Linked DNA regions of Xenopus tropicalis: region 1 is linked to region 2. A link is a contact called in public Hi-C data. All regions are on one chromosome and are shown on one strand. Each heading gives the region's core, a stretch centred on a gene start, on an enhancer-like site or on the middle of the called end of the contact. The rest is flanking DNA. Distances are from core to core; before and after follow the strand shown.

Region 1 (3,902 bases), core at 32-2,531, 48 kb after region 2:
TTACCCCCGAATATTGGGGCATGATCAGAGAAAGTTCGGCCTTCTTTGCCCTCATTTTATGGAATAATCTTTAACAACCAGACTATAAAACAAATATGCAGTCTGACTGCATATGGGCATTGATGTGAGGTGATGTGTCAGTCCCATGTCACAAACTTTTCGACTGGTTACACATGAACAAACCCCTACCAATAATGCATAATGTCAGCAACACTGGAAACATTATAAATATTCCTGGAAAAGCTATTACACAGTGGAGCCTGTAAATATTATGGGCAGTAATGCACATTTTAATGGAGGTGTAAACTCAGCAATAAAATGTTGCCTAATGAAAGAAAGTACAATTCTAATCAACTTTTCAGTATAACTTCTTTACAAATTTTCACTTTTTATAAAGTTTTTTGTAAATGTAATTGCTATTAAAAGTAGTCTTTTTCTAACTGGTTCTGCACTTCTGTTCTGTTGGTTCTATAGCAGAAGTCAGCCTTACGTGCTTTTTCACAGGCTTCAGCTACACTTTTTCAATAGTCAGAACCACTACAGCAGAGAATAATACAGCTTTCTATAGCAATTTCATTTACAAATAACTTCAAAACCACTGAAAATGTGTAATGAATGTGTATAGGAAAGTTGCTTAGATTAGCATTTTCTCTGTTTATGCAGAATGTTATTTTTGGATTTATATCAGCTTTAAGGACGCAAATAGAACTTATGTGACTGGGTTATGCTGGAAATTGTTATATTCAGTATGGGTTCATATTTGCATATCTTGAAATGTCTGAAAATTCTGTGCAAATGTAATTCACATGCTACATACTAGGGGGCCTCAGGGCAATGCAATAATTCTGACTTCGCAGATTCCAACATGTGAGTCTGCAGTCCCCTGTTCTTACCTGACTAACATTCATTGTCCAAGGTTCATCATCCAACACTCGCTAAACAAGTGTATCTGTGCCTGATTGGGCCACCCATATGCAGGGCCAAATTGGGCCAATCAAACATTGATGAGGAACTTATAGATGCGCCAATGCAGTTCTGATCCCATCCCAGGCCCCTTACACAGGCTAATATGCTGCTGTATCTTGAAGGACCAAGTTGGCAAATTTTTTAAACCTGTGCATTAGTGATGTGCGGGCCAACCCAAAACCCACAAGTCCGGCGGGTTCAGGCCATCCAATCACTGTTTTGTGATGGTTGCAAGTGAGTGGTGAGGCAGAATTTCCCCACGCCCCCCCCCCCCTGCACCATCAGGATGTCTACCCCTCCCACCTCATTTACGTCAGAAAGGGTCGGGTCTGTTGCAAGTATATAAAGATCAACAGCTCATCATGTTGGCCTGGGTGTGGGTCAGAAGTGGAGGTGTTAGATTTTGGCTTGGGTCTACAAAAAGTCGACTCACACATCACTACCGTGTATGGCCATCTTATGTTGAAGCCAACAATGAATTTCAGTGCCCAAGGCTAAGAGACAGAGCAATGAGAGATTGATGAGTGTTGCCTAATAGATTTTCTGTCATACCAGTATGTGTTCTGAACACTTTGAATGGACATTTGTGTGATGTATGGGAATAGAGTGTTTATACACATCCACCAAGTTTTTAAGAATGTAGAATCTATTGTCTTTCATGGTAGTCAGTACAGTTTTTAATAGAATATACAATCATATAGCAAAATGTTGGTCTCTCTGACAAATATTGGTCCATTTATATGTACAATATCTTTGATACAGCCAGTCTCCAGCAAAACAGACTACACAGGCTTCATTGTATTAATCCCTCCATTTGTTTATGTTTGTCGTAATTCAGATAGTGCCCACTTTTAAAGTAACAATATTGCAAATCACTGGGGAGTGTCAAATACAGTAGTTATAATAGTTAGTGATGAGCGAATCTGTTCCGTTTCGCTTCGACAAAAAATTTGCGAATCTTTCAAAAGATCCGCGAAACGGCGAAAAATAGGCGAAACGGCAAAAATGTTGTGCGACAAAAAAAAATTGTCGCCCGCGGCTATTATTTTGTCGCGCGGCTATTGTTTCGTCGCCCGCGGCTATTATTTTGTCGCGCGGCTATTGTTTTGTTGCCCGCGGCTATTATTTTGTCGTGCGCCTATTGTTTCGTTGCCCGCGGCTATTATTTTGTTGCGCGGCTATTGTTTCGTCGCGCGCGGCTATTGTTTTGTCGCCCGCGGTTATTATTTTGTCGCCCGCGGCTATTATTTTGTCGCGCGGCTATTGTTTCTTCGCCCGTGGCTATTATTTTGTCGCGCGGCTATTCTTTTGACGTCCGCGACTATTCTTTTTTGACGCCGGTGACAATTTTTGGACGTACGGCGAATTTTTCTGCGGCTAATTTTTTCATCCGTTTCGCGAAACAATCCGCCAATGGCGAAACGCGGAAATTCGCCGCGAATCCATGCCTGGCAAAACATTTCGCCCATCACTAATTATAGTCTCTTATCTCAGACCCCAGGCTGGGGCAAGTCTTCAATGAAAAACGCACTGGGCCAGGGTAGCATTCTAGTAAGGGCCATGGATTTTTATCTGTCCCATGGATTCCTTGCTGCTGCCTGAGCTTTGCACATGGTCAGTAGAACAAACATTGACTTTTGGTGTCTAAGGTCTGATTTAACTGTACTGTAGATGCACACATATCCTAGGGCAGAAGCAAGGGATTCATGGCACAGGTGAGAAGATAGTGGCGTGGCACTCACTACACCAGTAACCTAGGCTGGTGCGCTTTTCTTACCTTCTCCTGCAGGCTGCATTGGTTTCCAGTTAGCTATATAATGTTTATTAGCCGTGCATACATTTCTAAATATATCTCATTCATGTATGAAACACATAGATCAGTCTCTGCAGTCTCATAATAATATCTTATTAAATAATAAACAGGTACCTTTCGCCATGCAGTGTGGGGGCTTTATTGTATGCATGACCAATTTTAAAGTATTGACCTAAGAAATCAATTTTATTATTTCAAACAGACATTGATTTCAAGCAAAAAACAAATACTTGTATTTATTATAAAGCTACTCCTTAAAAAAATACACAGATGTATCTTCATTGCATTTAACTCTTTTACTGCCCAGCAGTGTAATAATTGCTTTCACTTACTCTTTTACAGAAAGGCTGATAGGCAAGATTTAAGGGTTTTTTCACCTGTGGTCCCTATAGTGAATTCAGCATATTTAGGAGCTGAGTGGTTAATGGGGGGAGGCCAGGAAATGGAAGAAGTGAAGTTGGCAGGCTGCTTTATTTGTTGCAGGATAAACCTACCCTAGTCTTGAGGGATCTAAAGATAAACGAAAGGTTACACTTTGCCCCTCACTTTGTCACTTCCGTTTGCTCTGTCAATACTCGGTGACGGCTGTCAGGAAAGCAGAGAGATTAAGGTCAATTACAGTGGCACATATATCATGGGCATATGTTTAAATATGGAGTATTGGCCTATCTAATGGTTAAGTCTTTTCACACCCTGTAAATATCAATCAATATCCATCCATTGTCTCTGTTTAACATGTCTGAAATGGGAGATTTGGAAGGATTAGACACAAACTGGTGCAGGCAGCTCCGTGCCTCCTAAAACCTTACCATAAAGACCAAAATGTAACATTTCTAAAAGTGCAGTATGCAAAGGGAAATATTGGATGAAAAAGGCATGTTTTTTTATCCAGAGTGCAACCTTCTGTAGAAACTCTGGAACTACCACCATCCCCAGGGTTTCCCTAATGTCAGTAGGCGCACTTGCACACAGTTCATTAGAGCAACTGGATGGAAGCATTGGCGAACTATAAAGAACTAAAAAAAAAATGTATTTAGACGCAAGTACCTAAATACAAACATTTGTTTCCATTCTGCATGGAAGGTTTTGTTGGTTCGACAGATCTCATCCTACAAGTTAGATG
Region 2 (3,485 bases), core at 552-3,051:
TATCGTGTGTCTTTTTGTCCTCGGAAGCTAATGAACTGCTCTGTGCTCATTATTCAAAAAAATAAAATAAGGAGGCATTTAGCATACAGAGAACTGTTTCAGTGCACATCCTAGCGGAGTAACAAGATTTCCGCTCCGACCTACCCTGCCGTTAAATGACAAAGAGAGGAATAGCTGTACCGGCGGAATGAGTGGGTGAAGTTAGTTTCAAAAGCCAGCAGAAAGAAGACATGAGATGATGTTGCACCAAACCATGATGCTTCTTAAAAAAAAAATCAAGGACTAAAATAGAAAAAAGAAAAAAAAAAAATTAATTAATTAATGTACTGATCATTTTTATAGGCACAATTATTATATGCCATAACAAGCAGCAAATGCTCATAGGTAAATATCTTTTATTCTCACCAAGAACAATGAGAGATGTTAGTTCTTAATAATCAGGGCCCTCCAGGTGGTGCTGTGACCTGGTATCTCTGGACACAAGGTGTTGTGGGAATATATTCTGCTCCTGCTATGGGGAAATTATAGAGATAGTAACAACAGATTTTTAGATTGTAAGCTCTTTTGGACAACATGATTATTGGTTGTTTTGTATGTAATTCTGTATTTTCAGTGCATTCAACCATTTATTGTACAATGCCACAGAATATGTTGGAGCTTTACAAATATATTTTAATAATAATAATAGATTGTGTCCTACAGGGAAAACCAGCCTTAAAAGTGGGTACCAGGGCAAACACTGCACTGCTGCTTAAATAACGCATTCACTCATTGCAAGGTTAGGCTTGTAATAATAACGGAGATATCCCAAATAATAAAATTATACTTTATGTACAATAGAACAATGTATTTATGCTACCAGGGCATGTTATCAACAACTTATTTTCAAATTATCATAATTTATTTATATAGTGCAAAAGCACTCGACAAACCATGGTCGAATAAAAATAATAATAACAACAAACAAGTGTTACAGAATAAAAATGGTATCAGAGAGCCTGCTCACAAAGGCTTACAATCTAAAAGGTGAGGGATGCAGTGCAGACTAAAATATTCCAGATACTGATCCCTCTATTTAAGGTTGCTCCAATATGAGTAAAAGCTTCTACATGTCATGATTATTCTTCTTGCAGGAAGGGGGAATGCTATTGGAATAACCATAAGCACCACAAATGATATCAGATTGAGATTTGTACTGGTTGCAAATGCTTGTGCCCAAACAAATATACAGATTTATACATACTGTTTATATGTGCACATATATATATATATACAAACTCTTGTAACACTGATTTGCATACACAAACAGCACATATAACTATATAAACATACACACATACACCATATGATAAATATGTATAATATTATATAAAGGTATTTTACTCTCTGCATAAAATATTTCACTCTGACAGCAAGGTATTAAAATAGCTATAACCATAATAAGCTAAAACACCAGTCACACAAAATAGCCCAAACTGCATAAAAAGGAGCACCCGTCAAATCAATCATGTGCAGGTAATACACCTCTCCAGGGAGGCACATACACAGACCAGGCACACAACCCGGAGTCTCTTAAATACGGCTCCTTCTGCCACTTGTGGTTTTATAAGCCATATAATTGGGACAGATACTGTCTACATATTGCTGAGCAAGCAGTGGAAGAAAAGGCATTCATCATTTTAATTGTATTGTGTTTAATTATTATTAGGAGGCTCTGCTACAGTCGGAATTGAAATTATTGAGATGCTGAGGAATGTGGGAGGGAATGCTAGTGTGACACAGAGTGTACAAGGGCTCGTGCAGCCCAGGCAGCACAAACAAAGCCCCCATTTATCGCCAAGGCAGGAATGAGGTCAGTGGGAAAAGGTGCACCTCAAAGGAATCAGTCAGTGACAGAATATTCAAAGATATTATACAGGATCCCCTATGCATAATAAAGGCACTTATTTAACACTATACAGGCTAGTGCTTAAAAAAAAAACACTGCTTCCTTTTTTTTTTTTTTTATAGAAAAAGCTGTATTTACAGTTCAAACATTACAAATATTTTCCAGCGTAAAGGGAAATCAATATTATTAAGCAAATTTATAGCGGCGGCGGGGAGTGTGAAGAATACTGCGTAAATATTATTCTGAAGAAAGGGGATCCAATAAAAAGGAATATGCCGAGTACAATACATTATGAGGACCAACTTTTAGTACAATGCAATAACATATATGTATATTAATAAGTGAACAAATGAGAGGTAATGAAAAATGATATATATAAACTATACTGATATAAATAAACACATATGCACCTACATACGCTCACAGGAAATGCAAAGGACAACTGACTCAAGGAGTGTATACGAATAGAGTAATAGCCATAAAATATATATGGTCAGTCTATTAACTTTGCAATTACCCCACTCAATGAATTTTGCTTTACTGGGTCTTATATGGGCTAATCTGCCTGCTTTGCCCTTGTGCTGGCTGATGGCAGTCGGATAACAGTAGGTCCAAAGCAATCAGACCGACTGACGTTGACAAATGGCTATGCTGCGGCAGACTTGTGGAGAGGGAGGGAGGGAGCGGAGACACATTCACTTTAATCTCTTTCTTGATTAAATCGAAAGCCATGCTGTTCTGACATCATGTGATTTGCTCACAAAGCGTCGGCGCATTACAGCATGCTGGGCATAAAATGTTATATTCCCACATCTTTACAAGGAGCCGTGTCAAAAGCGGAGAAGGCAAAGAGATATAGATGTACATAACTTCCCAATGAAACACCGGGTCATGGCCACAGCACCGGCGATTACAAGAAGAGGCCTCTGCCCGTTATCTCTATTTACTCTCTTTATTCATAACCCAACTTAACCCTCAAACGATGGGAAATGCACAGAAATCTAGTCTTGTTCTACTGAACCCTTTAAATTTGAGACTAGGGTGTGCCAACTCTGTGCCATTTAAGCTTTAGGGGTATGATTTAATGTAGTAAAATGTAGAACATAGAAAGTACATTTTTATTACTATTTCTTTTTGAAACTATAGAGATGAAAAAATGTAATTGCTGCTTTTGCATGCTCAGACTTGTGCAGATAAACCATTTTAGTCCCACTGCCAGGCATTCTGGGAGTTGTAGTTTAGTACTGACTGCTGCTTTTCCCCTCGTTAGCAGCACTAATGCACTGAATGGCAGGCTTTAACTTTCCACACTGAAGCCTACAACGGTACGTTAAAAGCAGCACGGTGTAACGGCACTAAAAGAAAAAAGCAGAATAGATGAAATCCACGCAGAATCGTTGGCTGTCTCTTTTCTTTATTGTTAGATTACCTATGTGCCTAAAGGCGGGACTCCAAAGGTAAACATAACACCAGGTAATAAAAAATGCAGGCGATAGAACTGTCTTTTTTTCACCAGACTAGGCAAATATTTATGGCGTAGTTGACAAACTCGTGCCTAGTAAAAGAAGCAGCAGAGAGAGCAATTACCCTGATATTC

What was found. A called contact is a pair of places that touch in the nucleus more often than the background predicts.
Region 1: a contact with region 2 is called in a Hi-C map of neurula embryo, with 2.0 times the contacts expected there. The contact joins two enhancer-like sites. A contact is called at or near these places in 2 of 5 Hi-C or Micro-C datasets (gastrula embryo and neurula embryo).

The regions. Positions count from the first base shown.
Region 1 is chr8:111,442,915-111,446,816 of UCB_Xtro_10.0, forward strand. No RefSeq gene overlaps it. Among named protein-coding and RNA genes, the nearest start is that of c15orf41, 8.6 kb to the left of the region's middle. Within about 2 kb of position 1,282, at least 2 of the 11 cell types and tissues checked have an H3K27ac peak or open chromatin away from gene starts, as enhancers often do. A contact at or near this core is called in neurula embryo, where this site is marked.
Region 2 is chr8:111,394,125-111,397,609 of UCB_Xtro_10.0, forward strand. The region is part of intron 6 of c15orf41 (chromosome 15 open reading frame 41); the gene reads right to left. Among named protein-coding and RNA genes, the nearest start is that of c15orf41, 40 kb to the right of the region's middle. Within about 2 kb of position 1,802, at least 1 of the 11 cell types and tissues checked has an H3K27ac peak or open chromatin away from gene starts, as enhancers often do. A contact at or near this core is called in neurula embryo, where this site is marked.